Regions from separate parts of the Triticum aestivum genome. Here region 2 is linked to region 1. Evidence: chromatin contacts called from public Hi-C data. All regions are on one chromosome and are shown on one strand. The core of a region is the stretch at or near the end of the contact, and the rest is flanking DNA. Distances in the headings are between cores, read along the strand shown. Region 1 holds the start of LOC123105986 (post-GPI attachment to proteins factor 3). Region 2 has its middle 4.6 kb from the start of LOC123105988.

Evidence for each region. Hi-C and Micro-C count contacts between places; a contact is called where the count stands out from the background.
Region 2: a contact with region 1 is called in a Hi-C map of leaf, with 4 times the contacts expected there. The contact joins the enhancer-like site here to the promoter of LOC123105986 in region 1. A contact is called at or near these places in 1 of 5 Hi-C or Micro-C datasets (leaf) and 1 of 1 datasets of contacts at active chromatin or transcription factors (leaf).

What each region holds. Positions count from the first base shown.
Region 1 is chr5A:684,709,812-684,715,485 of IWGSC CS RefSeq v2.1, forward strand. It overlaps LOC123105986 (post-GPI attachment to proteins factor 3), which reads right to left and starts at 3,687. Exons shown (of 5, transcript XM_044528178.1): 1 at 3,277-3,687; 2 at 2,226-2,487; 3 at 1,919-2,118; 4 at 1,648-1,835; 5 at 981-1,505. The coding sequence starts at 3,386. The coding sequence ends at 1,219. It overlaps LOC543228 (cyclin-dependent kinase A-1), which reads left to right. Exons shown (of 8, transcript XM_044528176.1): 8 at 1-258. The coding sequence ends at 41.
Region 2 is chr5A:684,895,434-684,900,679 of IWGSC CS RefSeq v2.1, forward strand. No RefSeq gene overlaps it. Among protein-coding and RNA genes, the nearest start is that of LOC123105988, 4.6 kb to the right of the region's middle. Within about 2 kb of position 3,773, at least 5 of the 8 cell types and tissues checked have an H3K27ac peak or open chromatin away from gene starts, as enhancers often do. A contact at or near this core is called in leaf, where this site is marked.

The DNA.
Region 1 (5,674 bases), core at 2,437-4,936:
TTGAGCATGAGTACTTCAAGGACATGGAGATGGTACAGTGAGCTCGCTATGTGGTAGTGACTGGCATATGTATGAGCTGAGCTGCTCGTTTCATTCCTTTTGTGAACGCTCTGCCTTCCCCTTTTCGGCATTTTTGTCTGTCAACTGAATATTTCAGATCTGGTGTGTTTGAGGTGCACTCAGGATTGCTACTAAATAGATTACCATCTTGGTCTCTATTTTGTTCAACGTAAATATTGTCATGTGTTCATTTTTCAATGAGGCATCCATTATTTTGCTCCTCTCTTTTAGTTTTCTTGTTTACTCAACACTTAAACATATTTAGAGTTATACCCCCCTCCGTCCCAAAATTCTTGTCAACGTGACTTGATACATCCGTATTTAGACAAATCTAAGACAAGGATTTTGGGACGGAGGGAGTACAACGGGCTGCGTCTTTAGCTATCTCTACACATTTAGGTTGATTGTATGTAGTTCAGTGCTAAGCCTAACCAGTCCTTATGTGGCCGTTCTAGAAAAAAGCCTATGTGGGGACCAAAAAAAAATTTAGCGCTGTGGATTTGTACATGTCACATATGTAATAAATATAGAAATTTCATAGGTTTTTTGGAAGATTTGGATCTTTAGGATTTTTTTCCTACGATGGTCGTTTGATTTGTAGGATTGAAATCCTTAGGAGTTTTTCATAGGATTCATTTGTACTACATTTTGGAGAAAAATAATAATCCACTCAAACCTCTTTGTTGGATTCCTTTGTTTTTTCCTTGTGTTATCAAACATTACTCCAAATCACGTAGGGTACAAGAGGACATGACACTATTCCTGTGTTTTTTTGAGAATCCCACGGATCAAAGAGGCCCTTAGTGTGCTTGTATGCAGTCCAGGGAACGAAGGGGGTACCATCTCATAATCAATCAAAGACACAAAAGCATAAGATCATGTTCCGGTATCAAATCCATAGAGATCAGAACTGCTTCCAGTGCAGCTAAAAGAGATGGACACACTCAATTGGTTTGTAAATGGGAGAAATACAAAGGGCTATCACAAGTTTCAAACCATGTAAACCTCCTGAGCTGAGGCAAAAAGTAGCATGGAAAAAACAGTAATTCACATACGAGATCTCCTAAATTTACAATGAAAAACTCATCTTTACATTGGATGAGTGGAGACAAGTTTTCACACCACCAAAGATGGAAGTATTTGGTCTGGCGAAGCCTGTTATCGTTTCTTCTTCATGATTGCCGCCGTGCGCATCTCGGCGTCTTCCTTGGCGAAGCTCCACCAGAGGTATGACAGGGGGATAGCCATGGCGAGGCAGATTGCGTGTCCATCAACATATCCCCATCGCGGAGGGACATCATGTGCTTCCAGGTATAGTGAGAGGACACCACCGATGGCAACAAAGGCGACCTTCAGGCGTGAAGGATGCCTTGTGATAGCAGCCCACACTGTCCATAGAAGGAGCTGAGCAACGCTAATAACAGTGCAAACCTTCATGTTCAGGCCTGCAGAATTAGAAGGTTAGGACAGCCAAGCATTTTAATTTCCAGCACTACCACCAGGAAGTACCAATCTCAGAATTTAACTGCATATAGTTTTCTCTATGATCGTGCAGAAGCAAAACAAGTTATCATGAATTTGGAATACCTTTGTCGAGTTCGTAGAAGTTGAGGTACAAAATGTGGGTTGTCACAAAAGCCAGAATTGGAGCTGCAACCATCACTCTTGAAGCTTCATCCCTCAGATTCGAAGTTCGCAGTATGGCCAAGATGAGGGAGTAACCAAAAAAAGCAGCAGCTGATGACAAATACAGCTTTTCTGTCCAAGCAGTATCACTGTAATAGAGATGGTCAAGCTGGATTAATTAACTGTCGACAGACAACTCATCTGAAAACGTAGACTGCTAGACTGAACGTACCAACTGTGATATATGGCACACCAGAACCACGAATTCATGGCCAAGAGCGCGTTGATGTGCCATAATCCGGTGTATTCGTAGTATGTGGCATGAGTTTCTGGCCTAAGAGGCAGCTTGTAAGAAAGCAAGAGGAAAAACGATAGCCATCCATTAAACTGCACGAGAAGAGTCAGGGCAGATAGAGCTGCAGAAAGAGGTTCCTAGAAATGAAACAATAGCCAGTATGTAAGTAAGTGAACATGAGACAGAAAATGCTTTAACTGTGGTACTGATGAAGACATAAAGACTAACACGGAGCTAGAGGTACCTGAAACACAGAAGCACGTTTGAGAGGCCATTTGCCATGATACTTGACGGGCCCTAGCCCAAGCTCTTCCCTTTCCTGCTCTCTTTCCATCATACAATGGTATCGGCATTCGCTGTTGCAGTTCCACTCCTTCCACTGGAGGTACAATGGCTCGTGCGCGTACCATGCCTTGTCAGCGGGCTGGTCATCGGTCGGCACAACACAGTGTTTGATAGAATCCTCTTTCAGGGTGCCAGTCCTTTGACATTCTTCGAAGCAAGCTCTGGTAAAAAAAAACGCAAGGAAAACATGAGTAATTACTAGGATGCTGGTTGGTTGCTGGCCAAGTCTCAAACTGTATGAAGAAATCAGCGCATCTTCATCATCATAAAGCCAAATACAGCAGTGGTATGAAAAGACGGTACAGAGTAGTATTTCTTTGTCGTTGCTAATGTTCCTGAATTCGAAATTCTGAATATGACTGAATTCGAGATCTGAATTCAAGCATCCAATGGAGAGTTGGTAGACAGATTTCCAGGTCCAATGCTGGTGATGTTAACACGAGATCTGGCACGGCTGCGGATCACGCGAACCATAACACGGACGCACTGAACCGACAAGGTCGATGATATGGGCAGCAGTAAGCAAACATATGTCGCTGAAATTACTATATTGTTGGGCAAACACAACCGGACGGAGGGAAGTGGCACACAGTGCGGGCAAATCTTCCCATCCCAGCTCTAGGGAAGTACTACAAAACTAGTTGAAGTTGCAGTTCCCCAGAAACCACAGTAGTGCTAGTACTAGTACTGGTAGTATCAATGTTAATCAACCAATCAACAGCATGTGGTAGAAGATGGTAGCAGCAGCAGCAGCAGCAAGAAGGCGAGAGCCGCGTAGCGTACTATTAGCACGCAGCTCTGACAGTCGGCGAGACTGTTCCACGATACGCAATCGGCATCAGAGACGGGCAAGACCAAGGCACACGCAACTCAAGGAGCGGGAACCGCCCCCAACTGCCAAGGAGAGTAAACAGGCAAGGGCGGAATCTCGGGGAGGAAGGGAGTCCCACCTGTAGAGCGGATCGGCGTCGCCCTCGGAGGCGGAGGCGGAGGCGGCCAAGGCCGTGGCCGCCAGGCCGAGAAGCATCAGCAGCGGCGGCCCTCTCCTGCGGAGCCCCATCCCCCCTCCTCTCCGTCCGCGCGGCTCCGAATCGGGCGGGGCGGGGCGGGGAGGACTAGCAAGCAGCGGCAGCAGCTAGAGGGAGAGGGAGAGGGAGAGCGGGGCGGGGCGGAGATCCATTAATCCACGCGAGACGGAGTTCCGAGGGGGGAGGGGGAGATGGGGGTGATTGGTTGGCTGGCTGGCTGGCTGGCTGGATGGTTGATTGACTGGCGAGGAGAGGCGCGGTAGGGGTGGTCTCTCTGTGTTCCGCGTGTGTGGGGGGGAGCAAATCGACACGGAGGACGATTAGACGGAGGCCAGGCCGGACCACCGATGGATGGCAACAGGTTTTGTTCGGGATATTTACTTGAGTTTCCTTGCTCTCCCCCGCCCGCCCGCTCGCTGGCTGGCTGGCTTTGTGGATGGACGGACGTGCGTGCGCCGTGCGCCAGCCTTCTTGGTGTGTCAGGATTTGGTTTGGTTTGGCTGCTGGCGGTGATGGGGCGGGGGCGCCCACGAGACCGGCGAGGAGGTGGCGCAACATAAACAAACTCCTCTCCAGCTGACAAGCGCAGATCGAGGGGATCCCGCCCACGCTACGCCTTGCGTCTCCCTGTATTTCACATGGCCCTCCCTCCGTCCTTAGAGCAACTTCAAAGGACCGATCCATTTCATCCGCGGACCTCCGTTTGAGTCGGTATGGACAAAAGTGACGGCCCAACGCGCCGACCCAAAACCAAATCACGTCCGTGTCGTCCGTGCCGACGCATTTGCGGTCCAAATTTGCGCCCCAAATGCGTTGGCGCGGATGCCGAACGGACGCTTCGCGCGCTTTCCCGCTGTCCGCAGCGTCCCCACATGGCGGCCGTCCAACTACCCGCTGCCCACGCGGTCAGCTTAATTTATGACGACGGGCCCACGCGTCAGCGACGACGCTCGTCCTTTTTTAAGCCGACCGTGCAGCGGGGCCGTCCTCATCCATACTCGCCGTCCACATCTGCCCACCTTTGCTCCCTCGTCGCCGGCAAACCCTAGCCACCACAACCACAGCGAGATGGGCCTCTTCTCCGGCGCCAGCGGCAGCAAGGCCAAGGCAAGTCACCCGCCACCCCTTTCCCCTCCGAGTTCCTCCCACCTCCGTCGGCGCCTCGCCGACAGAGGCAGCGCGTCAACGTGCCAGTGCACCAGGCGGAGTGGCACTGGCAGAACCGCCAGCCTCTGTCGTATCCGGACGTGACGCTGCCGCACGACTGGCATCTGGATCCAGATAGGATCCCAGTGCCGGCGGCACCGCGGACGGCTCATGCTCACGCAGAGGAGGTGCGGCGCCGACGGGCGCTGCTGACGCCGGAGCAGCGCCTCGACAAGGCCTACGCAACCCACTCGCCCAACTGGGCAAGGTGGTTCGCCTTCGAGCACGAGGAGGCGAGGCGACGGGGCGTGCGCGAGGTCGACCGGAGGCCAACGCTGCTCGTCGTCCGCGAGGAGGACCAGGCGGCCCTTGCGGCCGTCTACCGGGAGAGCTAGGAGGACGAGCGGCGCAGGGCGGAGGCGGAAGAGGAGGCCCGCTACGAGGCGGAAAATGGCACAGGCCCTTGCCCTCTCTGCGGCGGGCGACAGCGTGGTGCTGCCGGTGACCCCGCCGTCCCCCATCAAGCCGGAGCCCGAACCCGAGCCCATCGCGCGTTTCTCCTGGAATGGAGTGGTGCGCGAGTGGGTGTCCGCGCCACCGGTTTGGCTGGGGGCGACGCCGGTGCAGGAGCAGGCGTACCTCGAGATGTGGCGCCAGCGCCGGCTGGCAGAGGAGCGCCGTCGCGGTGAGTACAAGGAGATGCTCGAGCGCGACCTCGAGGAGGAGCAGCGCGAGGCCTAGGAGGAGGCGCGCCAGGCCGCGGCTGCACAGGCGGCCGCACACCCCCCGCCCCGGCACTGCCTGCGCCGGCATAGCCCGACATGGCGGCGCTCTGGAACACGACGTTCGCTTGGGCCGGGCCGGCGCCGACGCTCATCGACCTCACGGACCCCGAGGACGACGACGCCTAGGGCAGCGCGCCGCCTCGTAGTTTAGGCTGTTTTTTTAAATGCAAATGTGTGGACGCGTGGACTCTCGCCGACCTTCGTGGCCGGCTTTAATGTTTAATTAATGTTGTTTCTCTTTTTTTAATATGCATGCGTTCATTTTTTTGGCGCCGTCAAAATGGGTATCGGCCAGCGTTGGGCGCAGGCGCCGACCCAAATGCCGAAGCGGGCATCCGTGCCCGTCTGGCCGACCCAAACGGACAAAAAGCGGACGAAATCACCGCCGT
Region 2 (5,246 bases), core at 2,523-5,022, 190 kb after region 1:
ATGAAGATTCTAGCCGACGAGGAAGCTCTTCCACCCAACTGAGTTAAAGTGTGTGCGACCGTCCCTGATGGAGCCCCTCACGGTAAGGCGTATTCCAGCAGAGCCTTCTTCATCAGGCTTGATACCACAACTCTCAGATAGGCTCTTGGCAATTTCTGAATAATCAAAACATATCAATTAATAAGTAGCCTCACACATTCTACACTATCAGAAGACAGTACTACATTTCTACTAAGCATGAATCCTACTAATAAGTATATATGGATTCTACACTATTAACAGTTCTTTGGATTCTACACGAAGCATATATATCATCGGATTCGCTAAGCATATAGATCATCGGATTCACTAAGCATATATATCATCGGATTCACTAAGCATATATATCATCGGACTCTATGCTAAGTATAACAATAAAGCATATCATCAAATTACTATAGTAAATGCAACATACCATGACATGCCGATCAACCATGGTACTTGTCAGGCGGGTCACAAATGGCACCCGACGAAGTCAGCACGCGGCGGAATGATGTCCCATAGGTTGCACACCTCCTCCTCGCTCAACCTCATTCTTTGATCTACGATGGCTTCATCAAGTGGGTCGTCATCATCCTCATCATCTTCATCATTTTCCGCTTTGTTGACATAAATGATGGCCAGCTTGGGTCTTTCTGCTCTGAAGGAGAAGTTGATCAACTCACCACCGGTGATACGCATGTGGGTGATGAAACGGACCCATCCATCTCCTCCCACATGCGTCATATTTCATCCTTTCTCGACCTCCATAGTGTAGGGGCCCCCAGGAGCCTCAAAGGTCACAGAGTCTCCGGTCAGCTTGTTGAATTCCGACCTCACATTGCATGGGATGATCTGTGTACAAAAGGCAAAATGATATATACATGATGAATTAATGCCAATAACACTAAAAACAAAATAGTGGTTACTAGTTTCATATAATTTATTACCGCCGCATGAAGAAAACTAGACTGGAAGTAGATGCCGAACAGCGTGCCAGTTGCAAGGCTGCTGGCGCACCTTGACTTGCACCGTTGACATGGTGGTGGTGGTGGTGGTGGCGCCATTTCCCTAAAGCAATATGATTAAAGGATTAACGATCCAAAAAGTAAACATAAAGTTTTCAATACACATCAGGTTTTGAATAATATACACATCAGGTTCACATCATAGAGAATACACATCAGATTCACATGGCAAGCAGAATAACAACTAAATTGTAGTTCAGTTCAGACTAACCTATAGAGATCATGTAATCCAAACAGAGCCTGATAATAAGATAAATGGCATATTGCCATTATTGCGCAAGAAGACAAGCAAAAGTAGTTCAAAAACAGCCTAATTCTACATTATTAGTAGATAAAATACCATTTATTCACACATTAATCGAGGCAGCTATAAGGCAGCAATAAGATCATCAATAGATAAAATACCATTTATTTACACAAATATCAATTATGCATTATCTCTGCAAGCATGGCAAAGCAGAGCAATAACTCTTCCATCCTCATCAAGGCCAACTCCCAGCCCTGACACAAGGGTAAAAACACTTCCATCCTCATCAAGGACAACTAAACTAAGTAGATCCATCCAGGGAAACACTTTATCTATTCCCACATCCAAAAGTAGAACCAGCTTAGAATCTTTCAAAACAGCACGGCACAAGATTCACAAAACACAATAAGTAAACATCCATTCCACCTTTGGCATTAAAACTATAAAAGGCAAACACCCCCTTTTAGATCAAATACAACTCTCTATCTCTCTGTGTTTTCTTTTTCTGAAATTTACCAAAAATGGGCTCACTAACAACATCACATGGATAGCGATTTGGGTCGATCATTCCATTAACGGTCGGGTGCTGGTGGATCGATGCCGTCACCGGCTAACCTCCTCCTACTCCTAAAAGTTGTTGGTTGTAGTTGTCGTGACAGCAGCACCGACGAGCAGAGCTGAAGAAATCATCAACACACGCTGCCTCTCCAGTCCTGCATCAGCTTCACCCACGAGCAGAGCCGTACTAATAACTACCCCTTCACCGCTTTAATCTCCAACGACAAGGGTCGGCGTCAGCAAATGAACAACCACAGTTCGTTCGGCAAGGGCAACACAGTTCTTTCGATTTGGGTCGATTTGGATCCATCAGATACCCTGGCGAATTGTGGACCTAACTTGTCGCCCTCTCTGCCATTCTCCAGCTCCTTCCCCTTTCCCTTCTCCCTGGCCCTCTGCTTGCCCACCGCCGTCGCCCTGCTCTCCCGCTGTTACTCCTCCCGCCACGTGCTGTCCAGCAGCTCCCGCCGCCTCTTGTCCCTCTCCTGCAGCGCTCCCGCCGTCCAACAAAAAGCCTCTACTTCTCTCTCTACTCTCTCACGCGAGGAAACAAGCCTGCAAGAACACGTCGAGCGAACCAGACCCGTCGCATCGAAGCGCGGAGCCACCGTGCAATCCATAGATCCCTTTCCCCCACGCGAAATCCCAAAACATGGTGAGCTGCAGCGGCGAATCGATCGGAGCCTAGTGGTGGCGCGCGCAGGGAGGAGGAGATCAAGGGGGACTTACGGTGCTGGAGCGTCGGAGGAGGCGAGAGGCGACAGCGCGTGGTGGCGGCGCACAGCGCCGTCGGCGAGGGTGAGGTGGCCGGGGAGGAACCCTAACCACGGCGGCGGCGTCGGGCGGAGGGGATCGATGTTGATCCAGAGTGAGGGGGTGCAAGGGGAGACCGGCGCGCGGGCCGGTTTTCTTTTCCTCTAGTAGTAGCGCTGGGTAGAGGCCGGTGCTACTGCTAAGCCCACCAGCTGTAGCGCCCGTTCGAAACAAACGCTAGAGGTAAGTGGGCTACCGTTTTTGCCCTACGGCCCACGTAACAGCAACGCGGCCCAAACTAACAAACGTTGTTGTTATTAAGTAGTAGTAGCGTGTTTTGTACCAGGCGCCACTGGTAAATACTAGTAGCGTGGGTGCTTAAACAAGCGCTACTGGTAAACATCTATCTATAAGCATTTTCCTAGTAGTGATTGTCAAGATCAACACCGATGGTGCCATCGATTTCGCAGGTAACTGCAATGGCATGGGAGGTGTATCTCGTTCGGATGTGAAGTTCATGGGTGCTTAGTGTAAGCCCCACTTGGGCATTTTTGATCCACTGATAGCAGAAGCTCTTTCTATGCGGGATGGTGCGCTATTTGCGAAGCTACGCTGACTCACGCATGTGATCATGAAGGTGGGCTGTCTGGAGATGGTACGACTCTGGAATACTCGTCACAATTCACGTTTGGTTGTGGCTCCGCTGTTACTTGGAATTGAAGAGCTAGTTAGTGACTTTACTTTATTTGATGTTCAACATGTAAATCGATCAGCAAATATTTCAGCACACCTATGTGCAAAGTCTGCTCGTGCACTAAGTGTGACTGATATGACACTGCCAGCTTCCTAGTGACCAGCTTACTTGCTGATTGTCCTAGGAATGCTTTCGTTTGAATAAAGCTCTTTGAATTGTCTGAAAAAAAAATCCCAAGACGAGGAGGACCAATGCGTTATATAAAAAATACTGGCATGCCCCATGGCAACCGACCAAGCGACTTTCGGCGATTATCCCGGTTTTCCTAATCGCCGGACGCGGGGCCCGCCCGCGTGGGCGCACGAACGCTCCACGACGTGCGGGGAGCCATCTCCAACCTCCATTGCCCTGCCCGCACTACAACCAGCCAAGCTACCCATCCGACGGCGCTCCAGCGCACCGGCGAGCCGTGCCGGGCCGTCCGATGGCGGGCGTGGACCACCGATTGCTGTCGTTAATAATGGAACCATGGTGTGTGTGGGGTGGACTCGCGCGTTAGCCGTTGACGTAGCTTTTGGTACGGGCCAATGACGACGGTTATGGTGTTGATATTGGTACAGCGATCCAATCCAAGTGTTATCTTAACGTAAACTAAGATTAAACTTTGCATGTCAACGTCCATGGCCAGGGATTGCACTAAGTACTCGACTGTTTTTGCTTTACAAGGCGGTTTTGTTTGCAATTGAATTGATGATGGGTGGGTCCGCTGCCGGTTGTTGATCTCGACGGCTCTGCTCGCAGAAAATGATGTGAGATGTTGACATCGCAATTCTCAAGCGAAAATTCTTCTGTCCCAGTTTGTGTGTGTGACAAAAGCAGCAGAGGAAGAAAAGGAGATGCATCCGTGGTGGCCTGGCAGCACTGGCGTTCAGAACTCAGGCCTCTTTTGGTTCATAGGATAGGATTATCATAGGAATAGGAATCTTGTAGGAAATGAGATGACATGTATCTCAAATCCTATGAGTAGGAATAGGAAACAAGATGTCATTTGGTTGACACCAAAGGAATTTTTCCATTGAGTCTAGGCTCTTTTTTATTTTCCTATGAAATGTGGAGGATAGGAACCAATCTTATGTAGGAATAGGAATCCATTCCTATGAACCAAAGGGCTCTAAAGGAAAAAATCCTGTAAGAATCCCATCCTCTAGAATTCCTATGAAATTCCTCTAAACCAAAGGAGGCCTCATCCTAGGGCATGACCATATATCTCACCTACCCTTTTTTTAGAAACGTCTGTAATTTTATTCATACTCATAACAATTATAGGTACACTGATTTGGATCTAAGAAACAAAAAAAATACAAAGTAACTTCTATATCTAAGAATTACAATCAAATCTTTTGTAAACACCTTCTTCGCTGTATCAATCTCCGTTATAAAAAATACTTCAAAGACTTCGGTAAAGAGGCTACATTGGATTGGACCAACGATGTTGTGACTCTTTCACCCGCACGAACATTACCAATAATGATTTTTTTAAAGCGCCTTGAGTCGCCCATTCAGAAAGATGGGAAGCCTTGATCAATGAATGTACATGTGCCAGGGATGATCCTCTAGAAGTGCAGGCTGTCGGATCACAATATCTTCATCATGGTGTTGATGAAAGATTTCAACTTCACAAAGAATCAAACCAACACAAAAGGTTTGACACACCAGCATAAACTCTAGATCCAAATAATCGGATCTGCGAAGACAAAAAACTATCTAGCCTCATGGCACTGCCAAAAGAACGAGAGTAAATTTATTCTTACAAAAAACAATGATCACTAGACGATGAAAAAGAACATAGAACTCTTGAATATATCTCGCCTACTGTGATACTATTTTTCAGTCTGGCATCAACTATTTTCCCCGTGGAGGCATTGTTGGGCCGTCCAGATATGGGTTC